Linked DNA regions of Mus musculus: regions 1 and 2 are each linked to region 3. Evidence: chromatin contacts called from public Hi-C and HiChIP or PLAC-seq data. All regions are on one chromosome and are shown on one strand. The core of a region is the stretch at or near the end of the contact, and the rest is flanking DNA. Distances in the headings are between cores, read along the strand shown. Region 1 overlaps Agt (angiotensinogen (serpin peptidase inhibitor, clade A, member 8)). Region 2 overlaps Capn9 (calpain 9). Region 3 overlaps Pgbd5 (piggyBac transposable element derived 5).

Region 1 (4,556 bases), core at 1,484-3,983, 160 kb before region 3:
GCTGCTTTCAGGAACGATGAGAGGTTTCTCTCAGCTGCCTGGAGTCCATGAATTCTGGGTGGACAACAGCATCTCGGTGTCTGTGCCCATGATCTCCGGCACTGGCAACTTCCAGCACTGGAGTGACACCCAGAACAACTTCTCCGTGACGTGCGTGCCCCTAGGTGAGAGAGCCACCCTGCTGCTCATCCAGCCCCACTGCACCTCAGATCTCGACAGGGTGGAGGCCCTCATCTTCCGGAACGACCTCCTGACTTGGATAGAGAACCCGCCTCCTCGGTAGGAAGTGTGCGGGGAACCTTGGGGAGTAGAGCTGCATGAATGGCATCTGCTGCATGCTCACACATCAGTCTGTCCAGGTCTGTCCATGTAAACAGCATGTCCTGTTACCACCCCCTCCCTCCCTCCTGCCATCATGAGCAGTGTGGTTGTGGGTATGGCTGTTATCTGTGAGGCTATGGATATTCCCTTCCTCCACAGGGAGGCAGTGAGCCAACTGGGGCTGGTTTAGGGTTTCTATTGCTGCAACGAAGCACCATGACCAAAAAGCAAGTTGGGGAGGAACGGGTTTATTTGGTTTACACTTCCAGATCATAGTCCATCACTGAAGGAAGACAGGACAGGAACTCAAACAGGACAGGAACCTGGGGGCAGGAGCTGATGCAGAGGCCATGGAGGGATGCAGCTTACTGGCTTGCTTCCCCTGGCTTGCCCAGCCCGCTTTATTATAGAACCAGGACCGCCACCCCAGGGATGGCACCACCCACAATGGGCAGGGCCCTTCTCCATCAATCACTAATTATGAAAATGCCCTACAGGCTTGCCTAATCTGGAGGCATTCTCTTAGCTGAGACTCTTAGTTTGTGTCAAGTTGACATAAAACTATCCAGCACAGATAAGGGCCATTATCTTATTAGCGTTTTGGTTTTAGAGAGGGTCTAGCACTCGTGGTAATCCCCCTGCCTCCACTTCTCAAGTGCCAGGGTGATAGGGATGAGGTGCTCTGCCTGGCTAATGGCCTGTTAGTCAAAGGCATCTTTGGCTTTTCCAGGGAAGGCACTCCTTATGCAGCCAGGCTGAGAGCACAGGGCACACAGCTGCCCACCACCAGCAAGCTCTCCACAGTCGATGTTACTGGTCCTCCTCCTGTTTCAGGAGGTTTTTGTTGTGTTTGTTTCTGAGAAGTTCCTTGGGGTGACAATGTCCTGTATTGTTGTGTGACCCTTCTTGGGGAGATGCAAGCAAATATATATTCACTCCAGATAGGGCACCAACTTCAGACCCAAGAATCAATCCCTTCCGAGTAGAATTCGGTCATTCAGAGCATTCATTGCAGTTACTTCGTTGGGCAGCATGGGCGACCACTCACGGAAGCTGCATCCCTGGAGCTCCCTGCACAACCTGGAGGCAGCTCTACCAGTCCCCTTTCCCCAGCAGTCATTTCCTGATTATACCATGCTGGGAGGATCCTGTGCAGCTTCCAGAGCAGCTTTCTCCAGCTGTGTCTTATGCACCCCCTTCCCGCAGGGACTGTTTCAACTCAGGACACTGACTGGCTGAGCGCTTAGTCTCTTTTTCAGTGGGTGGGAGCTTCCCAGCCCCCTAAAGGCTTTATCTCCACAGGGCCATCCGCCTGACTCTGCCCCAGCTGGAAATCCGAGGATCCTACAATCTGCAGGACCTGCTGGCTGAGGACAAGCTGCCCACCCTTTTGGGTGCGGAGGCAAATCTGAACAACATTGGTGACACCAACCCCCGAGTGGGAGAGGTGAGTGCTGCTCTGGCTGTGTAGCAGGGAAGGGGGGGTGGATGGTCACACGGAGGAAGCTGTGCCCAAGACCAGCAGGGCAGGAAGGAAAGAGCAGCAGGCACTGCCAGGACTCTGGCTCCCAGTGACATGGGGAACAGCGGTCTCCCTTGGCTCTCTTGGCATCTCTAGTTCCAGGCCCATCTCTGTTCCTGCTTAGTCCAGCCTTGCATCCTCCATAAAGCTGTGGTAGATGGGGAATGCCCCATGCCCTGGTCTGCAGTTTCTTTGGGGAGCATCTCAACCATAGACAGAGAGCTATGTAAAACAGAGGATGTGCCTGGATTCTGTTGGCATTGCCAAGGATGCTGAGAAACAGGGGAGTCACTGTAGAAGACATGACCCCACTGTGCTGTTTAGCCAAATATGGGAGAGTACCAAGATGGCAGGTGAACAAGGGGACAGGGGCATGTTGAGCAGCAGCCTCTATGGGAGCTGGGTGTTGGTGCCCAGCCCCCACTTAGAGGACAGGTGTGTCCACACTTCCTTCTGGCAGGCTGGACAGTGTCCCCCTTTGGGGCGGTTGAGCCAGTCCCTGGCCTGTAACCCCTCCTTAAGGAGAGATCTCTCTGCTTTGCAGGTTCTCAATAGCATCCTCCTCGAACTCAAAGCAGGAGAGGAGGAACAGCCGACCACGTCTGTCCAGCAGCCTGGCTCACCGGAGGCACTGGATGTGACCCTGAGCAGCCCCTTCCTGTTCGCCATCTACGAGCAGGACTCAGGCACGCTGCACTTTCTGGGCAGAGTGAATAACCCCCAGAGTGTGGTGTGAGGCCTTGTGCCTAGCCATGGAGACAAGGCCGGTGTCGGAGAACCGTTCTGGGCAAAACTCAGTGCTGTCACCCCTGGCTCCCCATCACGCCTTGTAGCGCGGCAGAGGCCGTCTCCTTGGAGACTGCGCTGACCGAGAATAAATGATGAGCAGCAGAGCCTCCTGGGATGTGGGTTTGTTTGGATACTGGGGTGACAGCCAGAAGCTGGCACTCTGCACAGGACTGCCACTCTGGAAGAAATTTGGACCAAAAAACTGTTTGTGACACCAAAAAGCACCCCCCCTTTTTTTTATTTGAGGACAGAAATTGGGTTTTAACATTAAAATGCACATTATCCCCTTATTTTGGGTCTGTAATTAGCTCACTGAGTATTAGACCATGACGTCCAGAGTCCTACAATGTCTTACGACTTCTTATCCCTGGCACCATGATTTGAAAACATATTCCTCACTGTGCTGAGAATTGTCTTTCAGTGATAAGCTAAACACAGTATTATGGGCAGAGCAGACATGCTTAGTTTAGCTGACAGGCTGAGCAACATTCCTGAAGCTCTTGACAAGGAGGCCAATGTGTGCCGGCCAGGTGGTAGAGGAGAGGGCTGTCACCAAGAGGCCTTGAGAAAGGACCTGGGCGGAGGGGCCTTCCTTTACTGCTACCACCTCTCTGCCTGTCCCCTTGAGATCAAATCTGCAGCTTCCAGATCTAGGAGTGTGCTGAGGAAGGAGCAAGACAGGCCGAGGTAGTGGTGTGTGCGTGTGCGTGTGTGTGTGCGTGCGTGTGTGTGTGCGTGTGTGTGCATGTGTGTGTGTGCATGTGCGTGTGAGCATGTGCGTGTGAGCATGTGCATGTGTGCGCGCGCATGTGTGCACGTGTGTGTGTGTGTGTGCGAGCGCGTGTGCATGTGTGTGCATGTGTGTGTGTGTGTGTGTGCATGTGCATGTGCGTGGCAGGCTGCCTCCTCCCTGTACAGACTGGGAAGCAGGTGAGAGCATTGTAGCATGCTAGCCTCAGGCGAAGGCCAGAGAGTACAGTAAAGCCCACAGGGCACAGACAGTGGGGAATCCTGTGTTAGAACATGGAGTCACCTCTCTGGCCTAAGCTGGAGTTTGACTCTGTGTGAGCATAGCCTAACCTCACAGACGGCTTCTCTGGAGCTTGGAGCTGAGACCATAGGGTCCTGTAAGTACAGGTGGGGCATAAAGTGTGTTCCTGTGACCGGGGTCCACTCTGAGGCCCGGCTTCTCTCATCCTAGTCCTGTTGCCTCCTGAAAACTCCTCTCTGGCTTCCTGTACCTCAAAGGCACTTACCCTGTGCGTGTGGCAATCTAGCTAGTCCAACCCCTGCTTGTGCCAGGCAACATAGTGAGGGACCTGTGTACCATGGTTAACTAGAGGCCAACTCCTCACTCTCCCTGGCCTATGGGCTTACAGGGATGCTAAGAAAGGCCCTGGTCCAGAGGGAGGTGGCGTGAACTTCTCATGGCTGTGACAAAATAGCAGACAAAGCAATGTAAGGGTTTATTCTGGGTCATGCCTGAGTGGTGGGGAGAGTGTAGGAGGGGGGCACAAGACAGCTGGCCACTTACAGTGAAGACACACCCATGGAGATCACACATACACACACACACACACACACATACACACGCTATACCACAGCCACACATGGGGAAGGGGAGGGGCCGAGGCTGGTGTTCAACTCATTTTCTTAGCCCATGGGATGCTGCTGTCAATTCTTACGAGGTATCTCCCACATCATTTAACCCCACCTAGAAACTGCCTCACAGGCATATCCAGGGGCTTGTTTCTTGGATGACCCTAAATTCTATCAGGCTGATAAGATGAACCATCCTAGGAGTCCATGGGTGTCTTAGTCAGGGTTTCTATTCCTGCACAAATATCATGACCAAGAAGCAAGTTGGGGAGGAAAGGGTTTATTCAGCTTATACTTCCACACTGCTGTTCATCACCAAAGGAAG
Region 2 (4,284 bases), core at 1,580-4,079, 220 kb before region 3:
AATCCCAGCAACCACATGGTGGCTCACAACCATCCGTAAAAAAGATATGACTCCCTCTTCTGGTGTGTCTGAAGACAACTACAGTGTACTTACATATAATAAATAAATAAATCTTTAAAAAAAAAAAGAATTCATTCCTGCTCCAAGGAATCTATGCCCTCTTCTGCACTCTTTAGGCATTTTAATTCATGTCCACATTCTTACACACAGACACATCATTAAAAAACCAAACCCAAACACTATTGCATATGCCAGAAAGATTTTGCTGAAGGGACCCTGTTATAGCTGTCTTGTATGAGGCTATGCCAGTGCCTGGCAAATACATAAGTGGATGCTCACAGTCATCTATAGGATAGAATGCAGGGCCCCCAATAGAGAAGCTAGAGAAAGTACCCAAGGAGCTGAAGGGGTCTGCAACCCTATAGGTGGAACAACAATATGAACTAACCAGTACCCCCAGAGCTCATATCTCTAGCTGCATTTGTAGCAGAAGATGGCCTAGTCGCCCATCACAGGGAAGAGAGGCCCCTTGGTATTGCAAACTTTATATGCCCCAATACAGGGGAATTCCAGGGCCAAGAAGTGGGAGTGGGTGGGTAGGGGAACAGGACAGAGGGAGGGTATAGGGAACTTTTGGGTTAGCATTTGAAATGCATATAAAGAAAATATCTAATAATAAATAAATAAATATTTTAAAAATTAAGTATTTTTAAAATTAAGATGAAAAGACCAGGAGACAGCTCAGGAGTGAAGTGCCAGAAGCCAGAGCAGGTAAGCACAGCCCTGGAGAGGCAGAACAAGGAGCTCCCTGGGACTCACTGGCCTAGCCAGCCTAGCCCACCTCCTGAGGTCCAGGAGACCCTGTGCAAAAATAAAACACATGGGGCTGGAGAGATGGCTCAGCGGTTAAGAGCACCGATTGCTCTTCCAGAGGTCCTGAGTTCAACTCCCAGCAACCACATGGTGGCTCACAACCATCTGTAATGGGATCCGATGCCTTCTTCTGGTGTGCCTGAAGACAGCTACAGTGTCCTCATATATGTAAAATAAATAAATCTTTAAAAAATAAATAAAACACACACACACCAAAAAACCAAACAAACAGAACCCCAAGGTGGAGCGGCTGGAGAGATGGCTCGGCAGGTAAGAACAGAGCCCATACTGTTCTTGCGGAGAGTCTGAGTTCAGTTTTTAGCACATGTCACACAGCTCACAAGAGCTACAGGGATCTGACATTCTCTTCTGACTTCTGAGAGAAACCATATTCACGTGCACCTACACACGGTTAAACATGTATGCAAGCGGTTCAAAATATAATAATTAAAATATATTTAAGGGGGCTGGAGAGATGGCTCAGCGGATAAGAGCACTGACTGCTCTTCCAAAGGTCCTGAGTTCAAATCCCAGCAACCACATGGTGGCTCACAACCATCCATAACAAACAAACAAACAAAAAAAATATATATTTAAAAAGCAAGGTGGATAGTACCTGAGGAATGGATACCTGTGGTTGTCCTCCAACACACACACACACACACACACACACACACACACACACACACACAGTACTGCCATCAGTCTCCCCAAGTAGTACATCAGAATAATTTCCACGTTACCCCATAACACTTTAGACCCTCAGCATCATCAGGCTCTGCTCTCTCATTCTGAGATAAACATTTTCACTAACCTCCCCTTGAATAAAGAAAATAAAGAAAAGCATCATGTGTGTGTGTCTTAATAGCATGATTGGAGCCAGGACTCTGGGTACTGGAACATTGAATGACCAGTTGGGGGGGGGGGCGCGGGGGAGGTGCGGGGGCGGGAGGAGCACACAGCAACCCCAGGCCTGAGCACACAGACACAGATGGTACCGTAGGTTCTTGTAGAGCAATGATTTTATAAGAAGTTCCACAGAATCAGAGAACTCAGCCAATCCCTTTAGATTCTTCTAACTCACTATGGAGAGGGGAGGAGGGTGGTGTGAGGCCGGGAGGAGAGAGAGCAGTGGGCGGGGCAGCCCTCTAAAAAAAAGTTTCGAGGTTCATGATCCAGAAGCTGAGTATCAGAGGGGCAGACGGCATCGGGTCAGAGCAACCTCAGATGTTCATGGTCAGGCTGATGAACTGGAAGTAAAGAGAGATGAGGCTTTAGAAATCCAGCCTAGCAACTGAGGAGTGGCTTCTGTTTGTATTATGTCGCAAGAACTCTTGCTGGTCGGTCATCTTGCACAAATTTGGCCTTCTGACTCAACATGAAACCATTTATTTAAAATTTAAATTAAAACAGATTGCTGGGTGTGTCGCATGTATAATTATTTTATGTATGCATGCATACGTGTATGTGGGTGCAGACCAGGCATTTCTCTCCCCATCTTCTATTTCGAGAAAAAGTCTCTCACTGAACCTGTAGGTACTAATTGTCCATGACCACACTGGCTGGCCAGTGAGCTTCAGAGATCCACCTGCCTCAGCCCCCACACAGCGCTGGAATTGCAGATACATGCCGCCAGACTTGGCTTTTTACACGGGTCGTAGGGTTCAAACGTGGGCCCTTCTGCTTGTGCCCATCTCCCCAGTCAGATAAACCTTGAAAAAGGCTAAGTGCACTTTCAGTAGAGGGCGGATAGGACAAAGGGATAAGATGTGTTTTGTTCCTGTTGAAGGGGAAGCCTCACAGAGACATCTTGGGCAGGGTAGTGTGAGTTTGGTGACCCACCTTTCCAGAGAAAGATGGCCCTCTACCATAGTGGAGCTGAAGGGAAGGGAGGCAGGGTGGTAGCTCAGGCTCCTTGTGAGCAAGCGAGCTGCCAGGCTGCGGAAGCAGCTGGAAGCTTCTCATTTCTCCCTTCCTCTCACCAGGCTTGCTCGTGTTTATGTGGAACGTTGTTTACTCCACACCCTCTTTCTTGGGGCTCACATGAGCAGACACTAGGGCAATGAAGACACCCACAGCTCACAGGATTATAGCGCTAATTATGCTGACTGCCAAAAGGACAAACACCGGCCTCTGCACTGAGTAATTGCCCACGGCGAGTGCTCGCTCGTCCTGCCTGGGGGATCCACTTAGCGTGTTCATACTCTGCTGCGCCCTGGCCGGGGTCTGCTTGGCCATACCTCGTTTATGTTGAGATGGATGAAGTCCTTGTTCTTCACACTGAGAGATTGGAACACCCCTGTTGGGAGGGAGGCAGCGTCACAGTAGAGCCAGACCCCTGGGCAGGTTTAAGGGCTCCTGGACCACTGGGAAATCTGTGGGTAGCTGCTCCCTCTAGTGGAGATCAGATTCCCTGCATGGTGGGGTGGAGACGATCGAAAGGATTCAATTCCTAGCCAGGGTGATCTGAGAAGGGACTGTCTAATTTGAACCTCAGATTCCTACCTCCAGAAGAGATACAGCCAAACCTTGATTAGCAAGGTGGAGGAGGGGCTTTCCCAGAGCGAGAGCGAGAGCGAGAGCGAGAGCGAGAGCGAGAGCGAGAGAGAGAGAGAGAGAGAGAGAGAGAGAGAGAGAGAAAGAGAGAATATGAATGTAGCATGGACCTGCTTGGATGCTAAGTGCCCCAAGCAATAGTGACAACATCCTGTCATCCCACTGGGGACACTTCACTATGAACTGGGCATTCCATGGCTGTGCAGGTGTGTAAAATTTCTAGGTGTGTACTGGGCATCCCATGGCTGTGCAGGTGTGTAAAATGCATGTGCATTATAAAACCACAAGATACTGGGACATGTTCGTTTGCAGCTGAAGGGACAATGGATGGCTGAGCTGCCCTGGATGCATTTGGCCACCCTTGGGGGCTATTTTGGGAGAGAGTGTGTCCATGAATCTCCTGTGTAGAGCACCTGCACACAAGCCTTCCATCTTTCCTGTACAGCAGACCCTGCTTAAACGACTGGGTCTGTGTCTGGGGCTTTCAGGGGAGAACAAGCGAGGGGCAGAGACTTCTCATTTTGGGTTTTGTGAGGGGACTTGACTTTTCCTCAGTAGGAGGTGTGAAACCTGTCCACTCACAGCCCTTCACAGCCTGTAGGTGTGTAACCACAGGACCTTATTCTGTCTCTCAGCTGACCACAGGGCATAGTGTCTGCACAGACATCCACGGTGGCCCTCCATGTCCTAGATCTGCCTTTTTCCCCCCAGGTTGTTTCTTATGTATTCATAGATGGTGACTGGAGACCCTGAGCTGGGCACTCTGTGCTCCCAAGGGTCCAAGGACTCTCTTGGCTCCCTGTACACTCAGGGCTCCCTTGTACACTCAGGACTCACATGCACACTCAGGGCTCC
Region 3 (3,949 bases), core at 1,324-3,823:
TGACCTTGAACTTGTGATCCTCCTGCCTCTGCCTCCCTGGTGCTGGGATTACTAAGTGTTTACTGCCATGCCCAGTTTTGATGCCCGTTGTAATTCTCCCTGTTTCTGCCGACTCTGTCCTTTGCTTTTCTGTGTCACTTCAGCTACACATTCTTATATGGGACAGTTCTGCTGGTTGGCAGTCAACACTTCCACGCACTGCCTTGGAACCAAGACATTGGTCTGGATAGAAGCTGAGCCACAGGTCTCTGTGCAGATGTGGCTCGGCTCTGCCCAGTGCCTTCTCTGCTTGGAGAGCTTTCCTGGAGTTCTTGCCCTCCCACCCCCACCCCAGCCAGAAGCCCGCACACCTCCCCCTCTTCTGCAGGGCCACCCACCGGCAGCAAAGCTTATATCAACTTGGCCAGTAGTCAGACACTGGAGGGCTTCCACCCAAGAAAGGTGTGGGCATTCTGGCCTTGAATGCTCAGCCCTCTGGGTGACCACACTAGCCTTATGGTCCAGTGAAGGCCAAGCCTGGATGCTTCCTACCCAGAGCTCCATACCAGGAGGCAGAGCAAGGAGAGGCCATGTGAACCCAACTTGGCCCCAGAGTTACACAACTCCAAGCAGGGTTCATGTCTCCGTGCAGTTAGTGAAGGGAGCTGACTTGAAAATCCTGCTCATCTCTTCTAGTGTGGGGGCTCCACCCTCTGTGTTGCCATTTGCTTTAATTATCCTGAAAAGTGGCCCCCTACCCAAGCTGCTTTTTGTACGTGGCACAGGGCAGCTGGCATCCTGCTCAGTACAGCTGCCATGTACATCCGATAAGTAGACACTGGGTAATTTAACAGTAAGTCCCTCTGATGTGGCGATGAAGAAGAGTTGGTGGGCAGGGGTAGGGAGACATGGCTCAGCAGTTAAGATCCCAGCATCCACACGACAGCTCCCAACCTTCTGTGACTCCAGTTCTAGGATATCTCTGTCTTGTGGCCTGCTAGGACCCCAGACACACACAAAGTGCACATGCAGAAGTGCAGGCAAAACGCTCACAGTGTGTTAAGTAAATCAATCTTAAAATATTGTCAGGCGGGATCAGATCGCTGGGGAAGCTTTGAGGTCCCGAGCTTCATCTGTGAAGTGGGAACAATAAGGTCTCTTGGGGAGCTGGGGACTAAATAAGCCAACAAGGTGGCACCTGACACTGTAGAGGACACATGGCATCTGGCTGCAGGTGCTGTTTGTCACATGAGGAGCAGCTGACCCTGAATAGAGAGGAGCAGGCAGGTGTTTGGAGTGGGTGGGAGGGTTGGGTGGGCTGGTGGTGGGAGGCAGCAGGAGGTTAGCAGATGAGAGTTAAGTCACCCCGCGTGCTGGTGAGCAAGTGCCTTGGTGTGGCCAGTCCCATGTGATGACGTGGGCTTGGATGGGCTGTAAAGGGGTGGGACTCTCTATCACTTGAGACTCAGAAAGCAAAGGCTCCCCCTTGAAGCAGAAGACCGTAGGTGCCTGCAGGACACGTGAAGCGGGAGAGTGGCTGAAAAGGGTTGTTTTAAAAACTAATTCTGGGGCCTGGGCATGTGGTTCAGTTAGCCCAAGGCCTTGGGCTCAACACTTGGAGACTGGAGACAAAAGAGGACCAGAAATTCAAGGTCATCCTTGGCTATGTTTGAAGCCAGCCTGGATAGCATAAGACCTTGTCTTTAAAAAACAAAAACAAAGAGACCTGGAGTTGGGGACTTGGTTCGGTTGGTAGGGGGCTTTTCTAGCATGCAGAGAGCCCTGCACTTGACCCCAGCAGCACATAAGCCTGGTGTGCTGGCGAACACCTGTAGTCCTGGCATTTAGAGGTGGAGGCAGGAGGATCAGAAATTCAGTTTCTCAAATACAAAATGAGTTTGGGGCCAACCTGGGGTACCTGAGACCCCCATCTCAAAACACAGACAATCATGGGGCCAGAGAAATGGCTTGGCGGTTAAGAGTACTTCTCTTTCAGAGGACCTCCGTTCAGTTCCTAGTGCCCAATGCAGCTCACAGACGAGCTGGTTCTAAAGGATCAGACACCCTCTCTGGCCTCCGCAGGGACCAGGCACACATGTGGTGCACATGTATGTATGTATGCAAGCAGAACACCATAATCATTAAATAAATCAGTCTTTAAAAACAAACAAAAGAAGCTGATAATCATGTGGAGGAAAGGGAGGGACTGAAGTTCCAGCAGCTATAGAGTTTCTTATACAGTGCTGGAGACTCACTGAATGAACCAGGAGTTCAGGGGAGGCAGATGAGGCCTGTAGACGCAGCTAGAACACAGACAGTGGAGGGAAAACCAAGGAAGCCATGGGTTGGGAGGCCATGGGTTGGCAGGCAGCCAAAAGGAGGCGGGCTGGGAATGAGGTTCTTCTCTTAATTGGGCATGTCAGAGTCCGCTCAGGACGGCGCTGGACTTTGAATGGGCCTCAGAAATAAGTATAGGCTATGGCTGATGAGTTTCTGGTCTTTAGGCTGGCTGTGTGGAACAGAAGTTCCCTTTGGTGTTGCCACAGCCCTGCGGGCATGTGATACCATTTTGCGTGTGTGGGATGTTGGGCCAGCTGCTCTTCCCATTGGCTTGACTCGCGTAGGGGAGGATGATGACATCTGTATGTCTGTCATTCCAGCACACGGGAGGATCGCGTGTTTGAGGGCAGCCTGGTTATATAATGAAGTCCTGGCTCAGCAAAGGGAAGAGAAGAAGAGGAGGGAGGGGAGGAGTGTGTTGTCCCTGTGCACAGCCAAAGGTGTCGAGAGGACACTTGTTTCTCTTTGGGATACCTCAGGCTGCGCCCACTTGTAGAAGGTGCCCAGCGCTGGTAGGTGCAGGGAGTGTTGCGTTGGGCTGTGAGGACAAGAATATTTCTGGCCCTGTAGGTTGGTATGTAGCAGACAAGGTGCAGGTGAGTCACTCACTGAGCTGGAGAGGGCAGCAGCCTGTACACCATGCTTGCCGCTCTTCCTGACCCCCCCCCCCCTTTTTGGGGTTGTGTGGGTGGGACATAAGCCAACCACGTGACTCAAGTGCTGGAGAACTTGACTTGGAGGGGGTCAGAGAAAGGTTTTATCTAGGCGCTCAGCAGCAGAGCTTCTGTGGCGGCACCCCCTGCCGGCCATCTCGTCAAACTGCATATAGTTGCTCCTTAGTATTGGGTGAAGTCATTGAATGGATGGGGAACAGGAGGTGGAGCAGTCAGAGCCCGGAGGCCCACAAGGAGCATCCTCCAAATACCTCCTGCACCTGCTGATTTCAGAAAGTGTGCTTGGTATCTGTTAACCCCGTCCCACAGAGCCTTGAGCTTGATCTTAGGGGGTTAGCCAAGAGACCTGAGGTGGTCTTCGTGATTGGTTTGTAAAATCTGCATCCCTCCATAGATGCAAAGTCGGGCAGAGTTGAATACCTAGCTTTTCCATAGAGGGAGTCTTAGGTGGAGTGGCTGCATCTCTGTTGAGGCACATGACAGTAATGACAGCATCTTGGCAGATGACTTGCATAGCAGTGGCTATGAACGGCGGTTATTCCATACCCAGTGTGAACCTCATGCGGCGCCCTGCTTCCTGCACAATATTTTGTTTTATTCTCGGGATTGCTCTATGTGTTGAAAACTCTTATTCTGAAGATGGGGAAATGAAGGCTTTGTGGTTTCTGTGCCCTGTCTAGAGAACGTATGTGGAAGTCAGGCATGCCTGGATACAGAGCTGGGCCCTTTTCCCACAAGACAATCTTGAGCCACTGTGGCCAGCCTGGTGCTCCATCGGCCTCTGTGGGCAAAGGGATCCACTCCAGGCAGCGCAGTCTTGGCAAAGCCCCTGGCTATACATTCCGGGCCATCCTGCGGAGTGGTGATGTCTCTGTTGCATCCTCTCTGTGAGGTAGGTATGTGTGTGTGTGTGTGTGTGTGTGTGTGTGTACATGCCTGGCACTGTGGGACTCAGT

What was found. A called contact is a pair of places that touch in the nucleus more often than the background predicts. HiChIP or PLAC-seq counts read pairs in DNA pulled down with a chosen protein or histone mark.
Region 1: a contact with region 3 is called in an H3K27ac HiChIP or PLAC-seq map of VIP interneurons, with 3 times the contacts expected there. The contact joins two enhancer-like sites. A contact is called at or near these places in 7 of 39 promoter capture datasets (the C10 cell line, the HPC-7 cell line, cranial neural crest and 4 more), 1 of 15 datasets of contacts at CTCF or cohesin (large pre-B cells), 25 of 484 Hi-C or Micro-C datasets (B cells, the Ba/F3 cell line, CD4 T cells and 15 more), 6 of 115 datasets of contacts at active chromatin or transcription factors (SST interneurons, VIP interneurons, bone marrow-derived dendritic cells and 3 more) and 2 of 9 other capture datasets (embryonic stem cells and pancreatic islet).
Region 2: a contact with region 3 is called in a Hi-C map of forebrain, with 5 times the contacts expected there. The contact joins two enhancer-like sites. A contact is called at or near these places in 9 of 484 Hi-C or Micro-C datasets (the HL-1 cell line, brown adipocytes, cortical neurons and 3 more), 1 of 115 datasets of contacts at active chromatin or transcription factors (VIP interneurons) and 2 of 9 other capture datasets (embryonic stem cells and pancreatic islet).

The regions. Positions count from the first base shown.
Region 1 is chr8:124,554,953-124,559,508 of GRCm38.p6, reverse strand. It overlaps Agt (angiotensinogen (serpin peptidase inhibitor, clade A, member 8)), which reads left to right. Exons shown (of 5, transcript NM_007428.4): 3 at 12-279; 4 at 1,624-1,768; 5 at 2,388-2,922. The coding sequence ends at 2,579. Among named protein-coding and RNA genes, the nearest start is that of Agt, 12 kb to the left of the region's middle. Within about 2 kb of position 2,733, at least 40 of the 459 cell types and tissues checked have an H3K27ac peak or open chromatin away from gene starts, as enhancers often do. A contact at or near this core is called in SST interneurons, VIP interneurons, cerebellar granule neurons and 1 more, where this site is marked.
Region 2 is chr8:124,616,321-124,620,604 of GRCm38.p6, reverse strand. Capn9 (calpain 9) reads right to left here. Exons shown (of 20, transcript NM_023709.4): 19 at 3,114-3,172; 20 at 1,874-2,123. The coding sequence ends at 2,097. Among named protein-coding and RNA genes, the nearest start is that of Capn9, 42 kb to the right of the region's middle. Within about 2 kb of position 2,829, at least 110 of the 459 cell types and tissues checked have an H3K27ac peak or open chromatin away from gene starts, as enhancers often do. A contact at or near this core is called in VIP interneurons, cortical neurons and forebrain, where this site is marked.
Region 3 is chr8:124,398,200-124,402,148 of GRCm38.p6, reverse strand. The region is part of intron 1 of Pgbd5 (piggyBac transposable element derived 5); the gene reads left to right. Among named protein-coding and RNA genes, the nearest start is that of Pgbd5, 34 kb to the left of the region's middle. Within about 2 kb of position 2,573, at least 20 of the 459 cell types and tissues checked have an H3K27ac peak or open chromatin away from gene starts, as enhancers often do. A contact at or near this core is called in SST interneurons, VIP interneurons, cerebellar granule neurons and 3 more, where this site is marked.